Linked DNA regions of Anser cygnoides: all the other regions are linked to region 4. Evidence: chromatin contacts called from public Hi-C data. All regions are on one chromosome and are shown on one strand. The core of a region is the stretch at or near the end of the contact, and the rest is flanking DNA. Distances in the headings are between cores, read along the strand shown.

Region 1 (6,440 bases), core at 1,667-4,166, 250 kb before region 4:
AGAAAATGCCTGATTTATATTAATGTCACATATGAAAACTTAAACCTTAGTTTCCAATGATGTAACGGGGAGTAAAGGGAAAAGGTAAGGAAGAGTGAAATGTTTTGTCATCAAAAAGTAGTGATTATCCAGACATACAGTAATGAAGTTTCTTCATAAAAAGGTGTGTAAGAAGGAAGAGGTTATGCAGGACATTTTGACCTAGAAACATAGTCTTCACTTGAGCAAAGCAATGAAAACCAAATATGTGCCCTGTATATTTAAATGATATGTAATTGTTTTCATTAAAACTACTGTGCACCAGCTGTTTAAGCATAAATGCCCCAGGGCCTGGGAACATCTCAGTTGTTGACTTTTGAGTTGTCTTTTTGCATATGTTATATTGAAATGTCCTCACGTGGTCAGGACTTCACTCTTACTATGTCCCTGACGGCAATGTGTGTATACAGTAAGTTCAGTATGTTCGGGATTCAGCTGGCTTTCTGCATGTGCAGAGATCAGCTCTACAGAACATACACGATGATGTCCCAATGTGCTGGCTTTAGAGGGCATTCAGGGATTTTCTCTGCTGCAGAACTGACTTTTATCTTCTTGGGGGGCATGCCCAGGGCAGCCACCACCCAAGCCCAGCTCCCAGTACTGTTCTGGCTAGATTCATCTTACTCCTGGATACACTTATATAAAAAACTCAAATTCTGCCCCAACAAAATAGATGGAAACTCAGATGTGGTTGTGTCCTGAAATAGGACCAATGCCTTTATTTTTACAGTTCTCGGCACACCAAGGTCCAATTACTAACCAAGATGTCTGGGAGATACTGTGATCAAAAAGATAGATGTAAAATCTGTTGCAGTTACTGATTTGGAAATCTTTGGGTAGCTTCAGTGCTCCAACATGGCAGGGCCAGCCATCTCTGCTTTGCTAATGCATAGACTACTTATTATGGCCATAGCCGTATGGATGGGCGCAAAGTGGCTCCTGATGCTCTGTGCTAATCAGGTATGGGCTGATCCTGTCTAGCAGCTATTTTAACAGAGCACAACATCAGGGCTAATCCAGAGCAGAGCGTGGAGAAACAAAGTGTCCTCCCAGCACCTGTTTGGGTAGACATGCCCTTTCCTTCTTGAAAAACTACTATTTTTTTTTTTTTTTCTAAATAGCATCATGTACCTAAATACCGAAACAGGCCACAGAAACCTATCTGCTCACTGAACAAGGAGCAGCCCTGACAATTTCTCTCTCCCAAACATCCAGAAACTGATGTTTGGAAAGATTAGTTCAGAAACTAATCAAAAAATAATGAGGCCATGGACATATGAATGGAAATGCAATGCTAAAGGCACAAACCCGGAACAAACTGCATTGCAGTAGCTAAGCAAAATGGGTATGTTATGCATCTGAAAGTGTGAGAAATGAGCATAGCAAGCACTGAAACCATGAGAAAGTCATTACTGCGTTGTCCACTGGTTAATATGCTAGAGTTGCAGGGAGACTACATTCTTGTAGAGGTATTAATTAGGACAGCCTGACCTTTCAGGGGTTAACCTGTTCACAGGTACATGGCCTGAGCTGATACCAAGTTATATACACATCTCAATTTATAGACCCCAATTGTCCTCAAAATATTGATATTAAGAAAGTGACAAACTTCTTTCTTGAAAAGATTAAGCATGCTGTAACAACAGAAATAGCAGTAGATATATTATTTGAATTAAGGTGAGCTCTTTTTTTTTTTATTGAGCACACATATTAATGTTACATTGCTTTTATTATTTGAGGGAGTAACTTCATCTGGTACTGAAACCAGTCATCTCTTGGGTGATTCACTACACAGGTATAGTCACCCAGCAACACTGCACATTGTTGTAGATTGTAAACAATTAAAGTTTGCTAATCCTTTGTGGTTTTCTCCTCATTACAATTTATAATCAAGTTTTAACCGGTATAAGAAACACAACTGTAAAATGGAAGACAGACAAGGAGTAAAAATCAGTTGGTAAACAAGTTTATCACTTTTGACTAAAGTGAGCAGTTTTGTCATTGACCCTTTTGTCATGGGCCCTTTATAGCCTTTAGCATTCATTATTTAATAAAACTTTTATGTGTACACTCAGGTTTTGGTCCTCAATCAAAAAGTAAAAGGACTGTTTCAGCTCTCTTGGATGCAAACACGATGCACGTGGGAATTCACTCAGGCTAAACATCCCTCAGAGAGGCTTCACAGAACTCTCTGAAATGAGTGAGTGTGTTGACCAAGAGTTTCCATCCTAACCCCGAAGCTTCGAGGTTACAGTTAATGGAGTTTTCAGCTTTTTTCATGACTTGTATGACTTGGATCGGTCTTGCCATTAACAGGGAAGTATCACTGGAAGCCCCGAGAATTAGAACCAGGTTGAGGAGGCGGTTGATAATACAGGGGAAGAAGATAGAAGATTTGACCCCGCACCTATACAATACTGCGAACGCATTTTGCTTTGTTGAAAAGGTCAGATTTTATTGATGTTGAAGTCAATGGCAAACTCCCATTCACCTAAACGGCATGCCAGCCACGTCTCACTTTTCCTCAACACCCAGTGCATTCTCTGCTTCTCTTATGTCTCCTAACAATTACGACTTGCTTCTACTGAGGTATTAAAAAGCCACTTCTTGCAGCGAGCCACCTGAATCACCTTCTGAATATCCCCACACCGAGCATTCCCCCGGCACCTCCCAGGACGCTATCCAACCACCTCCATTTATTCATATATATATATATTTTTCTGCTTTCAGCAGCCGGGGGCCGTGTCCCCGCTCAGATAAGGCTATCAAGCGGGGGGAGCCGGCCAGCATTGTGCCGAGTCATGCTGCCCTTGCAAGCCTCCCGCTCGGCCCCGGCGGCCCGTGAGGGGCGGGCGGAGGCCGTGAGGGGAGGCCGGGCGGAGGGCGGGAAGGAGGCCGGGAGGGCCTCGCCCGTCTCCTCGCGAGATCGGGGCCGCTATAAAGCGGCGGGGCGGCGGGGGCTGCCGCATTCGCGGCTTCCTGCTGGGGTCGGGCCTGGTTCGGGGTCTCGTCGAGCTGAGGAGGTCTTTTGGTGAGTGCTGGGGGAGCTGCGTGGGGCTGCGCTTGCAGCGACTGGGGTGGTCGTGATTTTTTTTTTTTCGGAGGGAGTTTTTTTTCCTTTTTTTTTCCTTTTTTTTTTTTAATTTGGTTTTGTTCTCCCCTCCCCCTCTGCGCAGATGGGGTCGCTTTCTTCATCTCTTCCCTTTTTTCTTCTCCCTTTTCCCTCCCCCTCCTTCTAACGGAGGGATGGCAAGGACCTCCCCCGCCCCCCTCACCGCCGGTGCTGGGCTCGGCCGCTGCCTCCCGTCCCCGCTCCGCAGTCGCTCCGGAGTCACTCCGGAGCCCGCCCTACGCGAAGCGGCGTCGGGCGGTGTGCGAGCAGCCGGCTGCGGCGTGCTGCAGCCCGGCGGGTCGGTCTCCTCTGACCGCAGCTCGGAGGCTTTAACCGCAGTGCTGGGGGTAGCGGGGAGGAAGGCTGGGGTGTTGTGCAACGGCCTTAGGTGTCCTAAAGGTATGAATTCTTCGCTAGAGCGCAGGCCTGGCTTGGTGTAACTGCAATTTAAAGATAATTGAGGCTGCGCCGTAGCTGTGAGCAACTGGAAGGTGCTCTGAGTCCATTAAACTGCGCTGCATTTGCAGCGCCTGCTCGCCTTTCCTCTCGAGGGAAAGGAACTGCCGTGCTGAGGCTGTGGTCTGTGCCTCTGCGGGTTAGGAAACGCTGCGGCTAAAATCCAGGCAGAAGGTGGGAATGCGTGCTGCTCTCGCCAAGAAGAGCAGGCGGCGGCAGGTTGCAGTGGAAAGCAGTTGGATTGCAGTGCAATGCAACTAAACCTCCTAATCTGATGTTAAAGACCTTCGAGTTACCTAAAAAGGGGACAATAACCCCCTGCTTTAGAAAGGAGAAGTGCCAGAGAGCAGTCTGACAGTGTTTATTTGACACTGAATCCCCAGTAATACACTCCAGGGACTGTCGGTGGAACAAATATAGAAGGATTGGCATCGTACTGAGTAAAAGGATGACCTTGAGCTTGAGTACTGTAAAATAATGTAATTCAGTGACGAACTGTGGGGTCATGCACTCCGGATAAAACACAGGTATTGTTCAGAAGACAAAATTCATTAGTTGGCAGTATCTCAGAGAAATATTGTGCAATGGTTGTCCCCTTGTCCCCTCTCACAGAACTGCAGTTTCAGGATTGTATCTGTATTCATGGCTACGTGAAGAGTTCAGAGGGTTTATTAATGTCATCCTACTAGGCTGTTTCAGTACAATCTTATGAATGCCTGGCAGTTTTGGCCACCATCATTCATAAGATTACTTCCTAGCCTGCTGAATTTGAAGACAAATCCCTTGGATGAACACAGGGATGAAGAAGAGCTTGCTTGTGGCACAAGGCAGTTAGAAACACTGAGTAAGGTGGTGCTTTTCAAACCAAACTGAGGTAGCAGGTTATTGTTTCTGTATTCTCAGGGTGTGTAGGAGGAGCCTTCAAATGTAAAACTTATAATGAAAAGGTTCTAAACTGATAAGTTTAAATTTGACTGAAAGGTAAATACTTCTTACAGCTTCTGGACTAGTTCTCCAGAAAGTATGTGGCAAGGAGGAAGGAGCCAAGAAGTAAGGTGTTTCTGACCTGTTCTGGAATGGACTTTGTGCCTTGCAGGCAGAATTTATAAAGATCTTTGAATCTTACCTTTCTTTAGCGATATGAGACTCGTACTAACCTTACAGAGGTTTGTATCTCCAAGTCAGCTAGTGCCTGTACAGTATATAGAATGTCTTCAGTGAGATCACGTCAAAAAGACTGAGCCAAAGAAACAAGGTTCACAAGCTGTCTGAAAAATTATGCTCTGAAAGTGAAAGTAACTGGAATTCAAGAAGTGATGCACAAATTCTGCATTCCCAGACAGAGCAAAAATACTCTCCAGGACATGTTGCAAATGACTTGGTGTTAGGCCAGGCAGCCAGAAGTTAAGCTCTGTTGTCCTTGTGTACCCTCTTACTCTTTTTTAGTAGACTGAAGTATTCAGGGGGAACAACCTGGCCTTACTGGTTTAAGACATGGTGAAATTTTACTTGCTAACATAAAATGTGATTACCAAGTATACCATGAGTCTTCTGTTCACAAATGAAACAAGGTGGCTTTGTTTGCAAGGCTAAAGTGTAATTATGTAGAGAACTTCTCCATTGTTATCTTGGGAGATGAACAAAACCCTGCTTGAATAACCAAGAAAAGGTTTGAGGTCTTAAATTCTCTTGTAAACTTAAAAAAGGGTTTCCTCATCAAAAGGTAGGAAGAGATTCTCTAACTTACCTAATTAGTGGAACTAGAAGTCTTACTGACTACTGCTAAAACTCGAGAAGGCTAGCTCTTTTCTGTAATAAGCTGTTACTAGTCAAAGATAACAATTACTTTTCATTAGGAGACTAATGAGCTGTAGATCTCAGTGTTAGGCATCTGCTTAGTACCTTGGTTTGGATACCTGACTACCCAGGTAACAAACTTGAAACTAATCTTACTCTTAAGCCTTGTGTTGCAAGACCAAATGGTGATGAACTGTTCCTATTGATGCTTGATGTAAATGGGTGAGGTCTTTTGAATAGTTATTTCTGGGTGCAAACATACTGTTACCTAAGCTGTACTGTTTACTCTTTTCTAGAGGAAATCAAGATGTCTTCAGGAAAGGCTTTCATTGGAAAACCAGCCCCTGACTTCACTGCCACAGCTGTGATGCCAGATGGGCAATTCAAAGACATCAAACTCTCTGACTATAAAGGTAAGTTTGTGCTTCTCTAATTACACAAATGCAATCTGGCCATATGTGGGAGTCAGAGGGCATCTAAGTAGAAGTCTTTAGTTTGGTTTCAAAGTAATAGTGACCACCTGATGGTAGACTCTACTAGACAACTTGTATTTTTGTCAGTTGATGGCTGGAGTATGCTTGGGAAGCTGTTGGCAGTATGGCTGAATGTTCTGGCTATGATAATTGTTGGTTATCAGCCTAAAATTCCTCTGAAGTATAATCTGGGGTCAGGCTTATTTGTTCTCTCAGTTTGAGACTGATGTAACATCTCCAATGTGCTACACGGAACAGCAAAATCTTGCCATGTAGTGTTTTTTTCCTGTCAGTGGAAAGTAGACTTTCCTATAGGCAGTGAAGTTCCTTTCTCTAGAGTATTAGCAAAATGTTCTCTTCTGTTGATACTTGAATGTTTGATACTGAATATTACAACTACTATAAAACCTAAGGTAAAAGACTTTAACTGGTGACACTGCTCTTCTAGGAAAATACGTTGTGTTCTTCTTCTACCCTCTGGACTTCACTTTTGTCTGTCCAACTGAAATTATTGCGTACAGTGACAGAGCTGATGAATTCAAGAAAATCAACTGTGAAATAAT
Region 2 (6,178 bases), core at 1,383-3,882, 180 kb after region 4:
AGATGGCATGGATCCCACCTGGCCATGGCTGGGCGAGGGTCTGAGTCCTCAGCTCTCCAAGGTTGGTATCCGCACAGTGCACTCAGCCTTATGCAGCAGTTAGAGATGCTTCATCATTGAAACTCAGAGCCTCCTCGACCTCCTCTCCCCCAGCACATCTGGGGAAGGCAGCCTCCCTCCCTCCCTCCCTCCCGCAGCTCTGCAGGGACCACCCCAGCCCTCTGCAGGAAGCAACCTCATGAATTAGCTTACAGGACCCTACAGGAAGGGCCCGCCTCACGCTGCTAAGCCCCCTGTAACACGTACCTTATGCTATGCGCTGGATCTTGCAGCTCCTTAGGAATGGATCCCCTCCCCACCTGACTGACGGGCCCTATGGGGTACACCCCCACTCAACCCTCCCTTCTCCAACTGAGCCCCCAAAAGGCGCTGCCTCCTGGGTAACGAGCCCCCCCATCACCCCCCCCCTTCATCCGCAGGGCCCCCTACAGCAGCCTCCCTGTCCCCCCCCCCCGCCGCCATGTTGGGCCCGGCCTCCCTCCCCTCCTCCCCCCGCCAGCCGCTCGGCGCTGCGGCAGCCGCCCCCGATGGCGGTCAGCGGGGCCCGGCGGCACCCCCGGCTGCCCCCCGGGACGGATGGCTGCAGGCGGCGGCAGCGCGGCGGGCAGATGGCGGCGGATGGCGGTCGGGCCTGGTGGCAGCCCCACTCACCCATGGTGCGGCCCTGGCGCAAAGAGGCGGCGCGGAGGCTCACGGGGCGGTTTGGCGCAGCGAGCTCTCGCGAGAGGCAGTGACGTCATCGCGCCGCGGCCGTGTGCTGTTGCTAGGCGACGCGGCGGTGGTGACGGCGGAGGCCAGAGGGCTGATTTGCATACCCATGGTGCACCGCGCGGCGCCGCCCGGTTCTGCCGGCTCCGGTGTCGTTTCCGCCGCTCTCGCGGGGTCGCTCGGGGCCGGGAGCGGGGCTGAGAGGTGGGGAAAGGGTGGAGGGAGCGAGACCGGGGGGAGACGGGAGAACGGTTTATCGCCGTGAGCTAGAGAGCGGCGGGCGGTGCTGGGGTCGGGCCTGGGAGAGCGATAATTATACTCTGGTTTCTCTTCAGATCGTATAAATCTTTCGCCTTTTACTAAAGATTTCCGTGGAGAGGAACAAGCACGAGTGTCGTGGAATTTTTTGAGGCTCTGCTTCGGCAGAGCTGCCCTTACTTGGTCAAAAACAGACAAAATAACGTTTTTCTTCGCACGTTTAGGGAAGCGCACCACCCCAAGTCGTGTTGAACTGCACCGCTATGGCCTCCGCCCATCTACCCAACCTGCCCAGGTCCCTCTGCAGGGCCCTCCTGCCCTCCAACACCTCCCCCCAAAGCCTTCCTACCCCCCGTCAGATCGACGCTGCTGTGAGAGGCAGAGCTGCGTTTCTGCAACAGAAGGTGGTTTTGCAGTGGAAAATCCCCCTAACCTGGCGTATTCAAAAGTGACTGTAGGGCATAGCAGTTGGGAGTATGCTAAGCAGATAAGGGGAAGGTCCTGCTGTCCCAAAATGAGGGGGATGGCTGAGGAAAACAGGACGAGCAGTGTGAAATCAGTAGAAACAAAAATCAAGGGCCCTTTAGTCACGAGAGAAGAGGGGAAAAAAAAAAAAGAAAAGAAAAGGAGAAAAGAAAAGAAAAGAAAAGAAAAGAAAAGAAAAGAAAAGAAAAGAAAAGAAAAGAAAAGAAAAGAAAAGAAAAGAAAAGAAAAGAAAAGAAGGAGAAATTAACGGTTGGTCAAATAAAATTGTACATGTATTGTATAGAAGCGCGTCGAGTAGGTTGTGAACCTGTAGCGCTCAGCGCATGAGGAAACAGGGAGGAATCAGGTGTCGGGTAACGGGGAGTACGAGGTTATGGTAAACTTTTACTGTGCGCTCATCCCTGCAGGACGCCCGCCATTGCAACCACGAATAAAATATCTCCGCAGAGGGTCCTGCCTGAAGAAAATCACTGAGAGTCTCCTCTCGCTTCCCCCCAGCTTGGTGCCTTACCGCGGTGCGCCCAGCCCCTCACCCCAGCCCCCAGCACCGCCCCCGGGCAGCGCCGTGCTGGCGGTACCCGGCACTCGCGGCCCCGCCCCCAGGCCCTGCTCATTTGCATACCCGTGGTGCACCGCGCGGCGCCGCCCGCTTCCCGCCCGCTCCGGTCCCGTTTCCGCAGCTCCCGCGGGGCCGCTCGGGGCCGGGAGCGGGACCGGAGGGCGGGGAGGGGATGGGGGGAGCGGGGTCGGGGGGAGGCGGGGCGGGGCGGGCGGCGCCGTGAGCTGGGGGGCGGCGGGCGGCGCTGGGGTCGGGCCGGGGGGTTTAGTCGTTATACTCTGGTTTCTCTTCAGATCGTATAAATCTTTCGCCTTTTACTAAAGATTTCCGTGGAGAGGAACAAGCACGAGTGTCGTGGAATTTTTCGAGGCTCTGCTTCGGCAGAGCTGCCCTTACTTGGTCAAAAACAGATTTAAAAAAACACTTTTTAGCCCAAATTAATCGTACCCTTCTCGCTTCCCGAACTCGCTCGGCTTCCGCTTACACTTCCGCAGCTCGTCCCTGCGCTACAGAGGGCTCACTGCGCACGCGCAGATCCCCCCCCACCCGCCGCTGCCGAACTACACCTCCCGTCGTGCCCTGCCGCGCGCGGAGCACGCTGGGAATTGTAGTCCCGCGGCACGCCGCCTCCCGGTAGGCCCCGCGGCACGCCGGGCGCGCGGCGTTTAAATCGGCGGCGGTTGGGCGGGCCTGCCTCTCGCTGTCCTCACCGCCAGCACCATGGACCCCCGGCTGTACCGGCACGTCTGCCCCGGCCGCGTCGTCAATATCCAGCGCAGCAACGGTGCGGGGGGGGGGGGGGGGGGTGAGCGGGGGGGTGTGAGGGGGGTGACCGTGGGGTGACCGTGGGGGTGACCGTGCTCTCTTCCAGGCCTGATCCACAAGGCGACGGTGAGGACGGTGAACGTGGAGAGGTCCCTGGTGTCGGTGGAGTGGTCCGAGGGGGGCACCGTCAAGGGCAAGGAGGTGAGGCCGGGCCCCGCGTTGCTGCGTGGGGTTTCTCGTTCTTTACCTCAAAAACGTCCCCGTGCGTCTCAGCCGCAGCCGGCTCCTGCGGTGCTGTCTCTGCCCTTGGATGCGTAATGCTTCTCCCAGGCTGTTACAGATAACCCAGCTGCCCTGTGCTGATTTTGGGGGTTATCTGTAAATAAACACCCCCAGGTAAGGTACACAAAAGGTGGGGATGCTGTGACCGCAGCTGGGCAGCGCCAAGAGGGCTCCTGGCCTTGCAGGGTACCGGGGGCTGCTCACCGTGCTGCTGGTGGGTGGCTTTCAGTGCCCCCACAGCCCTGGTTTTCCCAGCTCTGTGGTTATCTGTCGGCTTTTGGTGCCTCTGGCAATGCCCTTCGAGCTTTCCTGAAGACTCTGTAGCTGTACGATAAACATGTTATTGTTTGATACTTTGGTGTGTATTGTTTATAGCCTGGTGTTATAACACTAGCCCTGGTGGACCTGGAGGGATTTGTAACCTCCACAAGACAGCCCTTGAAGTCTTAACTGTGACGCAGCTTCATCCCCCTTTCTCTGGGGCACAACGTACTGAGAGGCCTCCAGCTGTATCTCTAGTGCCCTGCTCTCTGATTCCACTGTGCCTTCCTTCTCAGGGAACCCTATCTCCTCCTTAAAGTTACTGACTTTTCTTTCTCTGTAACAAGAACCTTGTGCGGAGCAATGTCTCAGAACAGACAAGGAGCTAACCACGGTTTTGGGCTAGAGTCCAGGTAACAACGGCACTGCTGGATTTGAATCGCTCTTGGCCAGTGCTAGTCCAAAATGTCCCAGTTCAGCGTAGAGAAAAGGGTGTGTGGGGCCCTGCTGGTGGAACCGCCGTGTTTCCCTGGCGTGATTGAGGTTGTACTGAAAGCCTGATGCTTAAATTCTCCTTTGGTGAATGAGCAAACATGCTGTTCTTGGCAGTTTCTCTGGGAATGTAGGTATTACAGGGTCTCCGAAGAGGCTGTTCTTACATGCTGCTAGTGTTTACAATACTGTCCACATACACTTACTTCTGAGGTAATTAATTTTTCTGATTAGATACATACAGACTTTATATAAATCAAGTCTTAAAGTTTATTTCTCTTATGTTAGAATATGGTATCTCCAGGGGTGTGAGTGGTTTTTGCTCTTTTTTATATGGACCCTTCTTTTATCAAAGTAAGCTAAAATTTAATTGAGAACTGGATAACTTCAAGTGGTGCTTGTATTATTGCTTTGACGTTAGGTGAATTCCAGTGCAAGCTGCTGTGACACCAGAGTTATTTTTGTGTATACGTGCTTTCAAGCTCTTCTGCAGGGTTAGGTTTGGCAAAACTGAAACAAGCGAGGTGGTGCCTTTTGTGCTCGTGCCTGCCCTTGGCCGCCTGCCCCATGGTCGCTGCCCTGCGTCTGGGTGCTGCGGAATGCTGAGGAGGCAGGATTATGACTTCACTGGAAGGTCAGGCAGGAGGTGGCAGCTGGTCCTAGGTAAAATCACTTGCAATTGCCGGAGAAAATGCAGGTGAATTGACTTTCGGATTAAATGCTGAATCCCTTGTTTCCAAGGTTTAAGTAGCTCTCTGAAGTTTATTTCAGTAAGCGCAGTCACGCAGTAAACTCTTAATGCTCTCCTAGCACAGAAGTCATGGAGATTTACTAAGATTAGCTGTAAGAGATTAAAGCAGTTGATGCCAAATGTGCTTTGCCTATCTCCTCAGAAGTCTTCTATGGCACCTGCAGAGCTGCGCGGTGTTTGGCAGATGAGGGTAAATGGCATAACTTGCTCATTTCTTCTAGTGCAATTGGACATATGAGACTCTTCAAATGGAATATGAACTATTGCCTTGCACCTTGAAGCTAGAAGGCTACTTTAACTTAATATTTGGCAAGCAGTCAGTCAGGTTTGTTTGCCTGTACTGAAAATCAACATGTAAAAAACTGCTGTAGGTGGTAGCAGCAATATTTTACCTTTGCTCTTGCAGATTGAGATTGATGATGTGATAACAATAAATCCTGAGTTAACAGAGGAACTACATGCTGCAGATGTGAAAGAGAACCTCCCTTTGCAAGAGAATGTAACTGTACAGGTAAGCGTTTTAGTCTCTCCAAAGGTACTAACGTGTCAGCAGCAGCATGCTTTAGACCAGATCTTTTTATAAATGATACTGTCAGCCTTACAAGTCAGAGACCTCATGCTTTGTGTTCTGTCTCACTGTTAGACTTTGGTCAGAAATCCTTCTTGTATTAACGTTGTTTTGTAGTGCTGTGCTAGGTATTTATGGCTTACTGTGGTGACTAACAGCACTCATTGTTTTCCAGAAACAGAAGCGTAGAACAACCCTTTCAAAAATTCCTGCTCCACGGGAAGGTGAGAAAATATTTCCTTTCCTCTTCAAAACAGTGGTGACCCTCCATTGTAGCCATGTTATTCCAGTTTAGTGCCTCATAACGCTGCTTGTTCAGGCAATGCTAAAAAGAGCATACCTGTTCATACCAACACTCTCGAGTCCTGAGTGCAGAACTTCTGCCAACAAATTGCCCTCCTGTTCCTGTGAGCTCAGGTTTGTTGACACGTTGCCCTTTTCTTCAGTATTGCTGTAGTTATTCCTTGACACTGCTTTAAATGTCACTAGGAAGTTCCTGCTGCAGTGAGGTTTAAAGTTTTGTATGGGATTTTGCAAATGCCACAAACAACAAAAGGTAAGTGACAGTTATTAAGACAAAAAGGTGTCAAAATGAGAATGGAAAGGGCAAGGAAGAAATAGCAGTGTCAAATGGATGTCTCCTCTTCAAATAGTCCCCGTAGACAATAACATGAGCTTTATTCCTGGACACATTTCAGACTAGGCAGCCAAAATGCAAGCTGGTGTGCCATAGCTCAGTGACTTAGTGTCAGTACAGTGTTTTGAGCAGAGCCAGAAGAGGAGACAGATGTGAAAGTGTGGGATTGCTAAGGAGTTGTTTTTCTTGAGGTGCTGGGAATTAGGAAACTCCCACGTTTTTTTTAACCTTTTTATCTTTTTAGTTGACTCTTGCTTTTGAGTTGCAAGTGACAGCATTAAAGGTCTATTTGTAATGTACTCAAGTGATGTTGAGGTCGAAGGGTTGCAGATTTAATAACTCTTAATGTAC
Region 3 (6,190 bases), core at 64-2,563, 200 kb before region 4:
CCCATTCTGGAGCTCAGTTCTCCTGGAGTGTCAGAGAGCAGACTGACAGATCCGAGTAGTTCCACCTGTTCAGTCACAGATTAAAATATGATGGATATGCTAATCATTGTTTAATGGCTTAATTACAAAAGCTTCACTGCACCCTGTGCTTGAGCTGTCATTAGAATAGACATTTGCACATACTTGGTATTTAGCATTTGGGAGTGTGGGAAAATCACTGTTAGCAAGGGAAATCCAGGAGGAAAATGAAACAAATGATCAAAAAAAAAAAAAAGACTATCTTTTTTTCCACACAAAGCACTTTTAATCTGTTACCTGTGCAGAATTACTTTTATTTTTTTATTTTTTATTTTTTCAGTTAAACTTACAGAGAACATCTCACTGTAAATTTGGGTGGAAATTCTAAGACTAAATTCAGTCGGTAAAACGCAGATTAGGGATTTTATCCCAGCTGTAAGAGTAAAACTCTGTTCACTGTTATCTGTAGAACTGGTGCTGATGTTTCCAACACGAAAGTCCCCCGAGCGTGTTTTGGATCAAGCTGAAAAGCTTAGATACAAAATTAATGATGAAGGGTAATGAGAAAACAGGACATATTGCTAATATCGCAAGGTTGAGCACCGCGTTCTTGTCTGAGAACATTTTCGGTTATAATTCCTGCAGTTTGAATTGCTTGGGATTCGTTTTTTTGAATACAATACTCTACAACAGATGAACTTTTTTATTTATTTTTTATTTTTTGAGTTTCAGTAAAAATAGCTCAGATATTGCCAAGGATGAGGTCAGGGAAGAAAACATCAGTTTGGGTTAAACGCCGGGGCAGGAGGAGGCCGTGAGGCGCCAGGGCAATGGAAACCCCCCCTGCCCCGTGCCCAGGCCGCGGGGCCTCCATGAGCACCTGGGCCCGCTGACAGCTTCACGCCCACCGCTGCCTATAAACACGCGGGGATTGGCTCTCCTGCCCGTCCGTCAGAACGTGCGCCGCGCTCTTACTGGCTAACTCTCTTATTTATAACCCGCCCTCAAAGGCTGGCCAATGAGAGTGAGGCGCCCCTAGCAACGCCCCTCTCTCTTTCCTGCCGCTGGCTCCCGCTATCGTCCTGGGAGTTGTCATCCCTGCTCCCGTTGGCCGAGCTGCCTGCTTCTCAAGCTCCCCTCAGCCAATTAGAAAAGGGCACTCACGTGGATTACCTGCGAACCCCTCCGCGCCTGCCTTCCCCTCCTCCATTGGCCGCACCCCGCCGTCCATCAACCCTCTCCGGACTCCGATTGGTTACGCGGGAGGGCGGTGGGTGTCGGGGTGCCGCCCCGGCTCTGGGGGCGGCTCAGTGGCGGTGGCGGTGGCGGCGGAGGCGGACGCAGAGGGAGGAGCCGCGACGCTCCCTGGCCCCCGGGTCCCGCAGCCGGGCTCGCTCCTCACATGGGGCCCCCTCGCCTCCCCTCGGCGGGCCGCTGAGGAGCCGGGCAGGCCGCCATGACAGCCCCCGTCGGCCGCAGGCCCCGCTGGCGCCGCCGCCGCTGCTCAGGTAACGGCCGGGGGCGGCCCCGCAGCTCCGCGGGGGGTGCCTGGGCAGGGTGGCGGCGGGGGAGGCCTGGCTCCGGGGCGCTGCCCCGTGAGGAGGCGTGAGAGGAGGCTGAGGGTTGGGGGGGAGCTGCCCGGGGGCCTGCAGGGTCCGGGTGGGTCGCCGCGTTGAGGGGGGAGCTGCCCTGCTCTGAGGTGGGGGGCTCGCCCCTGGGGTCCCCTGACAGGAGGTGCCTGGGGAGCTGGAAGCTGAGCCTTCGGGAGCACCGCGCTGAGTTCTAGTCACGTTTATGGCCTCCTAAAAACCCTTACAGCTGATGTCGAGGCTGGCTTTTGGGCAGCCTTCGTGCTCCAGATGAAATAATTTCTTCAAAACTAACCTTCTAGTAGGGATCGGAGGCGTAGGGTGTCTTCGTGGGCTGCAAAATCACCAGATGCACAGTTCCACGGGGTTAGTGAGGCGGTGGAATTTACAGCCGAAGATAAGGTGTTTTACGAGGAGCTCTGATATGCCCAGTGGGTTAGTCGTAAGGGTTTCTATTTAGTCATCAACTCTGGAAATTATTGTTGCATGCTGCGTTCTGACAGGCCAATAAAAGTGTCATTTTTGGACTTGTGCAGGACTGCACTGTGCAGCTGTAGACACGGCTGTGTTACTTTGTTGTCCATTTTGTTTTGTTTTCACATAAAACTTGTACACAGAGCACGATTAGCTAGAACTGAAAGTACCTGGGTGTGCTCCTGTACCTGCTGCCAAGTGTCTGCCCTCCTGCGTTGGGTTTTCTGTTTTTATTCCCCCCCTCGCTTAGATCTTTCCCGCTCTTCTGTTAGGATGAACAGCTGGCGGTGGGAGCGGAGCAGAAGACAGGGACAGGCTGTGGAAGGAGAAAACTGGTGCAAATGCAGTGTTCTGGTGGTGTGGGCCTGTTGTAACCGAGCTGTACCCTCCACGTTCGTACGTGTGCTTTTGCCATTGTGATTCTTTATGCAAGTGACTTTGCAAACGCATGAAAGAAATGCAGGGCTAAGGGAGAGGGATGTTGCTTCTGTGCCTGCTGCAGGAAAGAGTGAAGCTTGTGGTTCCCTCGCGTCATAGGTTTCCTTTTTTTCCTGTAGCCAAAAACCATGCATTTGCACAATGGCAACGCTTCTTATTTTATCCTTGTAGCGTGGTATCTTGCAGCCTGGTACAAAAAAAGTGCTCTTCTAGGCAAGATCGAAAATGATCAACATTTATAATTATTATTTTTTTTTTAGCCATTTTCCTCCTTATTAGCTCCTTAGTGTATTCATTTCATGTTGTGTATTTATCAGTAAGTACATCTGATAATCAGCCGCTGTGTCCTGGTGGCTCCATCTGTTGTCTGCTGCCAAGTCCTCTTTTTGACTTAGTTAGTAAGCTTCTTTTCATATGGCCCTGTCACTTTTTCTTAAGTTGAACACATTTCTGGTAGTGGCTAGGCCACTTTTTTATGTGGTTGTCCCCTCGCCTGCACTGGAGAGCTGTGACAGCGTTTGCAACCAGCAGGGGATTTGCTTGAAATAACTTTGCTTTTGAAGCCCGACTTCATACACTCCGGGTCTGTGGCTCACAGCTGTGAGCTATAGATTTCCTCTCGGTACCCGAGGTGCTTCAGGTTGATGTGTAAATACCACTGGTGTCTCCAATAACACAGCAGCAGATTTGGGATGCCCCGTTCTCCAAAAGGTCACAGAGGAGTTATCAGGGACCCTGTTACTGTTGTGTTTGTGCTGCCAGTACCTGGCGTAGACACGGTACTGGGTGTCTTAGGGAGGCTTGAACCCAGGAACACGGGCTGGAGCTTCAGCTGTATTCGAATGATGCATTTTAAATATCTGTGGTGATTACACTTTTAGATGGAAGGTGCAAATGCTGTCTGTCTTTTGTGATGCCGTATAAATCATCAGTCAGATATGAAACCCAGCCTGCTTTCTTTAGTTTCACCCCGCTTTCAAGCATTCTTGTTCTCTCTCCTCGCCTTTGCCGTGCTGGGTTTTCTCGCCGGCTGCACCGAAACAACGGAGAGTTGCTTCCTGCCTGCCGTGAGAACCCTGCAGACAGCTCTCAGCCCTCAGCTATAAACCTGGCGGGGCGGCTGGGGGGATCCCTTGATTACAGAGGTGTTAAAATAGAAAGGCTTCGATTCCCTTTGTTTTGGTCGGGAGCTAAGCAAACGTCAGCCTGCTGCTTCTTGGCGTCTTTACCAAGCCCTGTAGAAGCATAGGGAAGGCCACTGCCTTCGGGATGTCGTGCAATTTTCATGTTTTCTTAGGCAAACAGAATATATTAAGGTTGTCTGTTTGAAGCAGCAGCTGTGTACTGTGTGTGATCTACCTGAGTGTGATGGTTTGACTCTGCCACTACGTTAGAGGCTGCCCTGTGCGTTGGTGTGACTACAGCCAGGCGAGGAGACAAACAGATTTTTGCAAGGCCCGTCTGTACAGGTTCACTTTTGTTTTTTATTTGGACTCGAGAAGCTGTTGGCAATTCCTTACTGTGGGCATAAGGATCGAGTGGTTTTTTTTTTGTTGTTTGTATGTTTTCCAATTATCTGCCTTCTCAGTGTGTGCCAGGCTTTATGCCCGTGCTTTATACGAGTATTTTTAAACCTACAGCGTTGGTCTCAAAGCCCAGGCTTTGCAGTAAGTTAATGTCTCGTCTCTTTCTGGTTTCAAACTTGGCTGCAGTCACAAAATAAGTGAACTGTTTGTTTCAGCTCAGCCTCTTGCGAGGTTTGTTTGCATTACAAAACCGTGGTGCGGCTTAGCAGGCTCCCAGTTTCTGGGCTGGTGTCGCCGTCCCTGGGCTAAGGCAGGTCTCTCCTGCGTAGTGCCACCCCTAGCCGTGTGAGGTATATGTTGTGGAGGTGCTGGTCAGAGCTAAGAACTATCCCCAGCAGGGGAGAGGCGATTAAAGCAAAATATTACCGAAATGAAAGTAGGAAATGTTGGGGTTTTCACGTTCAAGTGTCGTGTTGTGACTAAGACGTAAGGCTGGACCCGGTGACTTCCCCCAATAAGCAGGCAGAAAAGATTTCAGCCTCAGGATGAGCTGGGCCAAGCGCAGTGCGAGCCCTGGTGCTGGTAGCTACCCTGTCTGTAAATATTTGATGTTACCTTTCTCCCAAAGACAGGAAGCCAAGTTAGGGACAAACCAAATACCTTTCCTCTGTTAGGACAGTGAATTACTGCAGTTAGGAACTGTGGAGAGCTTGGCTCTCCTTACCTATTTAGTTTGATTTCTTATGTTTTGCTCCCCCCTTTTTTCCCCTCTCCTCCAGGCTAATGACCTCAAAGTCAATTCAGTCTCTGGAAGATTTTGTTCTTTACGATCCTTTGAAGCTTTTCTGAAATTTGCAAGTTACTAGAGGGAGTTCTCCCCCCTCGCCTCCCAGCTATGCTGTTGAGTGGCACTTGCCAGCATAATTCCTCCCTGTTTTTGTAGTGCTGGGCTTTTAAACTCCATCAGACTATGGGTTTAAATAGTTAACTCTTGGCAAATGTCTTATGTCAAAGCTTTGGCATCTTGCTCTTCAGAAAACCTTTTCAAATTAATAACATGCATCCACCAGATTTATGGCTTTCCAGGCTGAATGCCTAGCGACAGTCTTCTGTGTCTAAAAATGGTTGTTGTTAGGGCCATCTTTTAGGAAACTTTGACTTTTAAGTGCAAATATGCACGTGTTATGAAGATACCGGGGACAAAAAAAAGTGTCGGTAATGAGTTGAAACCGTTTTGGAGGGATCTTGTTTTGCACCCTGAGGCATTAAAGGGATGCTGCTGAAGCTGAGAAGCTCGCTCTGTTTTTATGTCTACGAACGGTATGAAATGCTAAGCACTGGCTAATGTATCTCACTTGTTCATTCTGCGTTGATGTGCGGGATATAACTTGATGTGCTGTTGTGGGGTTTCCATCTTCACATGTTTTCAGGCTTAGACATTGGGTTTGTAAGTCAACCCCCTCATTAACCAAGTAAATGCTGGTAGTATTTGTAGTCAGTTCCACAACTCAAAACCCAATGTGTTCATGCAGCGGAGAAACTGATCTTAATGTACTCTTAACTTGGCTTGTTTGTTTCTTGCTTCAAGGTTTGTTTTTAGACCGAGAAATTAAAATGTGGTAGAGTATGAAACCTACAATTGTGCTTTTCAGCAATATAGCGAATGGATGAGCGGGGCAGGTTCCGCGTTTTGACAAATGTGTTTCTAAAACATCTTGGCTTGGCAGAGTGGGGTGCATTTTTGTTGTGGTAAGGATGTCAAAAAAAGCGGTCTGGAAGCTGGAAAATTTATCGGGAAATGTTTTTAGAGTGCTCGGTGTCTTTTCTTAGCTGGTCCTTGAGCACAGCTGAAGAATCTTTGAGCTGAACTTTAGTATTAAAGAACAAGCAAACAAACCCAACAGCCTTTAGATCTGCAGCAGGTCGGTCTTGCATTCTGCTCAGTGCACTTTAATTAATCATACAAGGTAGTAAATTAAAGTACCTCAGACTGATTTGACAGTCAATTAAACCTTGGTTGATTTGACTGAGAATGTGATCATTAGTGTAATTGGCCAAAATGACAGGAGGCCCGCTTGGAAGTGTGCCCACTTGAAATTTTCCTCTAATTCTGTGTATGCAGTCCTGGGCAGAAAGTTGGACAAA
Region 4 (6,781 bases), core at 4,042-6,541:
GTTTTTCGCCTTCTCCCGGCGGGCGCCCGTGTGAGTGTGCGAGGTGCGTGGGTGCGTGCGCGCCAAGGGGTGCCTTTCTGCTGGGAGGGAGCGGGGCCGGGGCAGCCACACGCTGCCGTGGGGTGTCTGGGCTTCCCTCTGCCATCCCACCCCGCGGGGAAGGCAGGGATGCTCGGCCCTGTCCCGGCTGCGCCAACCCGCAGCAGTCTTCGGCCCCTGGCCAGCGGCTCTTAGGTTTTGCTTCATTTTTTTCCGACGGGTCGGGAGGGCTGGGGGGGCCGGGGCCAGGCTGGACGGTGACTTGTAGTTAGAGAATGTGGGCTAGTTATCTGCTGTCTGGTTTGACTTTTATTTTTGGAAAGTGACTTTTGTCTGCGCTCCGGCCAGGAAACCAATTGTACTCGGTATCTGTCGCCACCGAAATAGCATTCTTCAACCAGTCTGTTTCTCTTTTTTTTTTTTTCTTTTTTTTTTTTGTGTGCGTGCGTGTATGTGTGTGTGCGACCTCTTCATCTGATGTTTAATAATAAAAGGGATGAACGTTACTGCGTGTATCTGCTTTGTTTTTCTGAAGCTGGAGAGGGCTCCGGACAGCCCAGACAGCGCAAGCAGGGCACATCCCCGGGGTATGAGGCAGCACCGCTCTCCGAGGGATCTCGGCTCCCTGTGGCACCCAGCTCCTGCACCCCAGGGAGGGGCACAGAGCAGCGGTGGAGCAAGCGGCAGCTGGGCCTTGCTTCACCCTGCACTGCACTGGGTGTGCTGGGGTGTGGGATGTGGTGATGCAGTGTTGCGTCCCCAGCACCCCAGGGGGCTTTCTGCAGGATTTGCTGAGCCCCAGGCAGAACTGGCCCCCAGGGATCAGAGGAGATGGGGAAATGTGGGTCTGGGCAGGGATCTGAAGGGCCAGCAGGACAGTCCCAGAAAGGCTGTAGGAGGGTGAGGAGGGTGATGGCTGTGCTGTCTGCTGCTCTCCCAGCCAGTGCAGCGTGGTGCTGGTGCGGCGAGGGTGCTGTCCCGCAGGTGAATCCTGCTGGGTCTCCCACCCACTCTGGGACACCCTGGATCAGTGTCATGCTGCCCGTTTTCACCTGAGCAGGGCTGTGGCACTGCTCATGCTGAGCTCGGGGCAGCAGCAGGGTGCGAGCCCCAAGCTCCCCGTCTGTGATGCTGCCAGCCTCAGGCACTCCTTCCCTGGCGGGGCTGAGCGCATCCTTAGTGCCAGGAGGTGCCCTCTGTACTCCTGCAGGCACCTGGCACAACACACACAGCCTGACAGCAGCATCGCCCACTTGCCAGGTGCCCCTTGCTTCCCCATCCTGACCCCAGGATGAAGCTCGGTGGTTCCCCTGACCTCTTTGTGCCCCGCTGGCAGCGCTGCTCAGCTTCTCCAGGGCTGGAGATCCCCGTCCCCCCAGCCAGAGCCACGCAGCTCCCACGGAAAAGGTGCTGGTTTAATGCTGCATCCCAGCCTGGAGCAAGCCCCCTGACAACACCGTATTCAGGGCGGCTGTGCCCAAACTGCAGTCCTGTCCCTAAAGCCCTGGGCTCAGCTGTGCTTGTTGATGTGGCGGGAATGAGCATGCACAGCCTCCACAAAGGCACCCACGTGCTCGGGGTTCATGTCGGGGTAGAGGCCGTGGCCCAGGTTGGCAATGTAGCGTTGGGTCCCGAAACCTTCCAGCATCTTCTTCACCAGCTCCCCGATCTTCTCCTGCAGACGCGGTGGGAAACCACGTGTCAGCCCAGGGTACCCCATCCCCATCAGTCCGCATCCAGCCTGGGACGTGAGACGGGGGTCACAGGTGGGGAAACCGAGGCTAGAGGCATACAGCTCACCTTGGGCGCATACAGAGCGCAGGGGTCCAGGTTCCCTTGCAGGGTGACGTCTTTCCCTGTCTGGGCACTGCAGTAAGAAGGAAGCAGGTGAGTTGCTGCATGTGGTGCAGAGACCGGGGGCAGACGGGTGCCTGCAGACCCCACCACGGGGCACGCAGGACCCCTCAGTGCAGCTCCTGGCTGCTGTGAGCACCAGGGCCTGGCTATGCCCACCTCTGGTTTCTCTGAACCAGAAATTTCCAGTCCTGGGATTCAGCAGGGCACCAGGGCAGGCAAAATGGTCAGGGCAGCCAGCCTGGGGTGCAGCGTGGGCACCTGGGTGCTGTGCTGGACTCTTACCGAGCTTCCTGGGGCCGGATGGTCCAGTCGAGACCGACCACCTCGTAGCCAGCTTGGGCCAGGTCACCCAGGGCGTAGTGTGCGTCCTTCGCAAAGATGATCTGGGGAAGGAGGAGACGGGCAGTAACTGGGTAAGGCCCCTCTCCAACAGCTGGAGCGCAGGATGCCAGGAACAGACGCACTGCTACATTGGTGACAGGTACCTAGAGCTGAGTCCCTGCACTGGGACTGGGGGGATTGTCAAGGGATGGGTGCAGCCCTTTGCACTGGTTCCCAGCCTGTTCTTATCCCCTCCCTCCCCTGGCCATGCTCTCACACCACGGACACCTCAGGCAGTTCTGACTCACCATGGGCACCAGCGGCAGCGCCTCTGCTTTCAGCTTGCTCTTCACTCCCCGAGCGATGTCTCGGATGTACGGCAAGGCAAACTCCTGAAACTGCTCTGGGCCCAGGTGCCCCGCGTGCGACTCGAACAGTTGGAGCGCCTGGCAGATACACGGAGCTGGGAGAGCTGCGGGCACCATGCAGTGCCTTGGTCCCTCCTCCTCCCAGAAGCCAGACCCCTTCTGCACCCTGTCCGCAGTCCCTGCCCCCCTGCCCGGACCTGTCCCAACACCCCTGGACATACCTGCGCTCCAGCAGCCACCTGCCCCACCAGGTAGTCGGTGACAACGTCAGCCAGCAGCCGCAGCAGTTGGTGGCTCGCTTCAGGGTGACGGTAGAGCCAGCTCTTGGCCTTGGACATTGTAGTGGAGCCGCCCCCTTCAATCATGTAGGACATAAGCGTCCACTGCGGGAAAGAGGAGCGGAGTGAGGAGGGTGACTAAGATGGAAAACATGCGAGGGGCTGGTAATGGGGTCGGTGTTGAAGACAGACCCCTAAGCAGCAGCAGCAGCTCTGCATTTAGTGTCCCCTACACATGTAGGAGGGCTACGAGCTGGTCCCTGCAGCTCTGGGGGTGCCAGGACCAGAGTCACCCCAGAGGGAAGAGCAGGGAACCCCACCTTGCAGAGCCTCATCACTTACAGGCGCCCCGGAGAAGCCGATGAGGGGCACTTTGCCCTCCAGGCTGTGTCGTGTCAGCGTGATGGCCTGGAAGACGTAACCCAGCTCTGCGGTCACGTCCACCTTCTTCCGTAGTTTCAGCAGATCCTCCACCTCCTTCAGGGGCTCTGGGAATGTGGGTCCTTTGCCAGGGACCATGACAACCTCCATGCCCAGTGCCTGGGAACGGGGGAGAATGGAATAACGGTCCCAGACCCAGCCCCGTTCCCAGCCACTGCTCCCCACCACCAGCCGTGACTCTCACCTGAGGCACCACCAAGATGTCAGAGAAAATGATAGCAGCATCCAGGGGGAATCGTCTGAGGGGCTGTGGATAGCAGAGGGGAAGAGGCAGCATGAGTGAGGGGCTGGGACACACACGTGCAGCAGTGGGGTCCCCAGGATGGGACAGGGCCCTGTCTGATAACCAAGGACCCCTGAGCTAAGATTTGGGCTGCACAACCTACTGGGGCCACCTGGAGGTAAGGGCCAGACCTAAGGTTTCTCCCCATCCCCATTCCAGAGGGGATGGTGGACACACAGCCTCCCCGGGGGACGCTCACCTGTAGCGTCAGCTCACAGCACAACTTGGGGCTCCGGCAAGTGGCAAAGAAATCCTGTGCAGCCCGGGTCTCCCGAAACTCTGCAAGGAACCTGCAGCTGTGACAAGGTGCGTGCTGCCCCCCCCGTCACCGCCCCCCAACCCCTCACGCCGCCACTGACTCACCAGGCAGGTAGCGCCCTGCCTGCCGCATGCACCACACCGGGGTGTGCTCCGTCTCCTCGCCGCGCGCCGCACGCAGGAACGTGTCATTCTTCAGCTTGGGGAAGCCTTTGGGGCTGCAGGAGAAAAAGCAGAGGGGTGTTAGCACCAAAGAGGGGACCGGGTGCCCCGCCAGGACCCTGGGGCTGCAGGTGCAGGGCTGGTGGCTCGTCCCTGCTCCCCGGCCGGTGACTGCAGGGTAGGGGTTTGCACCCAGCTGGGTCCATGGTGACAAACGCTCCCTCCTTGTCACCTCCCAGGGCCTCTTTGGGGGGGACAGCAGGGCCCTCCCTGGGGACAGGCAATGCCCAGCCCCCGGTCTGTGAGATTACGTTATCAGGGGCAGCAGTTGCTCCTGCCTGGGGAGATTTGGGACCAGCAGGGCCCGGGGCACTGGCAGCCCCGCCGCGGGCTGTCCCCAGCCCCTATCTGCGCTGTGCAGCACGGGGATGGCGGCGTGGGGCAGGGTCCCCAGAGCTCCAGGCGCCCGCAGAGCTGGTCACCCCATGTCCCCAACCTCCTCCCGGTGCTGTCACCGCTCCTGAGCTGCAGCCCAGGCTGCCCACGCATGGGGTGGGACAGGGACCCTGCAGGGGACAGCCAGCACCGTCCTGCTCTGACGGGTGGGGGCCGCAGGGACAGATGCTCAGAACCTCCATGGGGGTCCGTGCCGCTCCAGTGTCCCCAGTGAGCCATCTGAGGGCGGGATCGGCTCCCCAGTGCCACACCAGTGTCCCCAGTGCCACAGCAGCGTCCCCTGGGTCATACCACCCCAGTGCCACAACAGTGTCCCCAGTGCCACAGCACTGTCCCCAGGGTCAACCAACACCTCCCCAGTGTCCCCAGTACCACATCACCCCAGTGCCACCCCAGTGTCCCCAGTGCAACCCCAGAGCCCCCAGTGCAGGATCCCAGCTCCACGCACCAGTGTCCCCAGTTCCACACTTGGATCGCACCAGTGTCCCCCACAAGGGACCCCCGGGCCACACCGGCGACCCCCTCACGGGACCTGGAGCGGGCACAGGGGCAGCCCCGCGGGTCCCCGCTACTCACACGAGCCGCTCGCCTCCCTCCATCCTGCGCCGCTTCCCGGCCCGCCCCGCTCGATCCTGCACCGCCCCCCGCCCCGCCTCACGGCCGCCGCCATCTTAGCACCACCCCGCCCCGCCGCCTCCGGCACGGCCGCCGCCATCTTGCCCCGCCCTGTCCCCGTCCGTACGCCGCCATCTTGCCCCGCTCCCCGCCCCTCCGTACGCCGCACGGGCGCCGCCATCTTGCCTCCGTCCTCCCCTCGGGCGCCGCCATCTTGCCCCGGCGGCGGGCGGGGTTTGCCGTAAACCCGCGAGTACCGACCCCCCCCCCCCGCCCTCCTCCTCCCGGTGCCGGTGGCCGGTGCCCGGAGCGCGATGCGTGCGGGCGGGGAGGCTCCGCACCAGGTGCTGGGCCGGCTGCGGTTCCTGCTGCAGTGCAGCGAGTGCTTCCGCCGCGCCCGGGCGCTGCCCGCCGCGCTGTGCTACGTGCCCCGGGAGGTGCAGTACAAGATCTGCAAGGACCCCGCCGCCGCCGCCGCCGCCGCCGCCGCCCGCAGCCTGCTCAGCGTCTGGGACAGCCCGGGGCCGGCGCGGGGCGGCAAGCGGGCGGCGCGGGCCACCATCGAGGTGCGGAAGGGCGGCTGCCTCCGCGCCACCGGCGAGGAGTACTGCAACGGCGCCGGGCTCTGGGTGAAGCTCAGCAAGGTAACGGAGAGGGCACCGGACCCCCCTTTGCCTCCCCCGCCCTCTATCCCCGCCGAGCCCTCCCCGGGGTGCCCCTCCGGGACCGGGAGGCCGCTCCGCCCTGCCCCGCCCTGCCCTGCCCGCGGAGGGGCCCGGCCGCCCCCCCCCGGCCGCCCCCGGTCACCCCCTGTCACCGCCGGGTGCCTCCTGCCGCCCCCACCGCCACCCCCTGGCACCCACCCCCCCCCATGTTTCCCTCCTGCTGCCCCCCCGTCCCCCTCCAGCCCAGCACACCACACCCCGCAGCCCAGATCCTTTGGGCACAGGACGCACCGCCCTCCTCCTGCCCCGGGTCCAGGCCTCAGCCACGACCCGAGGATCATTTTCCTACTCCTGCAGGAAAACAGGGTGTGGGCAGGGCGTCTGGGGGGTCTGCCACAGCACCTCGGGGCCCTACATGCAACAGTGAACACGCCTCTGGTGGCCAGGGCTGTAGCAGGGTCACGGTGGTGCCTGTCTGAACACAGGCAGTGTTTCTGAGCAGGACAGGCTCGGGGGGTTTATTTAAACCTTTGACAGATTCCCCATCCCTTGGGGTCTACAGCATCTTGGTGTGCGTTGCCTGTCTTCTCCCCTCTGCCTCTGTCCCGTGGTTGAGCCCGGGATGGAGATCCCAACAGAATGCGTTTTCCCATGCAGGAGCAGCTGGAAGAGTACAAGAGTGGCTGTGATCTGGAGGAAGGCTGGGTCCTGGTGTGCAAGCACGCAGAAGGAGGGGACAGGCTGGTCCCGGTCGAGTCCACGGAGAGGATCCAGAGGCAGCAGCAGCTGTTTGGGGTTGATTACAAACCTGTGATCAGGTACGGAGCTGTGGCTCACATCCTCTCTTCTCTGTATGTCACGATAACTGACATGGCTCCCTGGGCGGCTTCAGAAGCACACATGCAGCATCTTGCTTTCCTGGCATCTTGGAAGGGTGCAACATGCAGGAAATGTCAAAATCCCCCTGCAGACCCTGACTTAGAAAAGAAATCAAGATTTTGCTGCCCACAGTGAGGAGCTGGAGAGGTGTTAAACCTT

The links. Hi-C and Micro-C count contacts between places; a contact is called where the count stands out from the background.
Region 1: a contact with region 4 is called in a Hi-C map of liver, with 12 times the contacts expected there. The contact joins the promoter of PRDX1 here to the promoter of LOC106033059 in region 4. A contact is called at or near these places in 2 of 7 Hi-C or Micro-C datasets (both in liver).
Region 2: a contact with region 4 is called in a Hi-C map of liver, with 2.6 times the contacts expected there. The contact joins the promoter of KIF2C here to the promoter of LOC106033059 in region 4. A contact is called at or near these places in 2 of 7 Hi-C or Micro-C datasets (both in liver).
Region 3: a contact with region 4 is called in a Hi-C map of liver, with 4 times the contacts expected there. The contact joins the promoter of TESK2 here to the promoter of LOC106033059 in region 4. A contact is called at or near these places in 4 of 7 Hi-C or Micro-C datasets (granulosa cells and liver).

What each region holds. Positions count from the first base shown.
Region 1 is chr8:23,793,022-23,799,461 of Taihu_goose_T2T_genome, reverse strand. It overlaps PRDX1 (peroxiredoxin 1), which reads left to right and starts at 2,916. Exons shown (of 6, transcript XM_048058910.2): 1 at 2,916-3,070; 2 at 5,701-5,817; 3 at 6,326-6,440. The coding sequence starts at 5,712.
Region 2 is chr8:23,358,522-23,364,699 of Taihu_goose_T2T_genome, reverse strand. KIF2C (kinesin family member 2C) reads left to right here and starts at 2,632. Exons shown (of 21, transcript XM_048059264.2): 1 at 2,632-2,855; 2 at 2,943-3,037; 3 at 5,029-5,133; 4 at 5,366-5,414. The coding sequence starts at 2,792. LOC125182242 (U5 spliceosomal RNA) reads left to right here and starts at 2,345; the gene lies at 2,345-2,459. RPS8 (ribosomal protein S8) reads right to left here and starts at 850. Exons shown (of 6, transcript XM_067001315.1): 1 at 712-850. The coding sequence starts at 715. It overlaps LOC136791419 (U5 spliceosomal RNA), which reads left to right and starts at 1,084; the gene lies at 1,084-1,198. It also overlaps LOC125182244.
Region 3 is chr8:23,738,003-23,744,192 of Taihu_goose_T2T_genome, reverse strand. It overlaps TESK2 (testis associated actin remodelling kinase 2), which reads left to right and starts at 1,313. Exons shown (of 11, transcript XM_048058966.2): 1 at 1,313-1,526.
Region 4 is chr8:23,545,422-23,552,202 of Taihu_goose_T2T_genome, reverse strand. LOC106033059 (E3 ubiquitin-protein ligase HECTD3) reads left to right here and starts at 5,291. Exons shown (of 21, transcript XM_067001874.1): 1 at 5,291-5,722; 2 at 6,401-6,561. The coding sequence starts at 5,393. UROD (uroporphyrinogen decarboxylase) reads right to left here and starts at 6,099. Exons shown (of 10, transcript XM_013176369.3): 1 at 6,035-6,099; 2 at 3,951-4,063; 3 at 3,787-3,866; 4 at 3,489-3,551; 5 at 3,206-3,403; 6 at 2,807-2,968; 7 at 2,526-2,663; 8 at 2,179-2,279; 9 at 1,840-1,906; 10 at 1,437-1,714. The coding sequence starts at 6,084. The coding sequence ends at 1,550. It overlaps ZSWIM5 (zinc finger SWIM-type containing 5), which reads left to right. Exons shown (of 14, transcript XM_067001873.1): 14 at 1-545.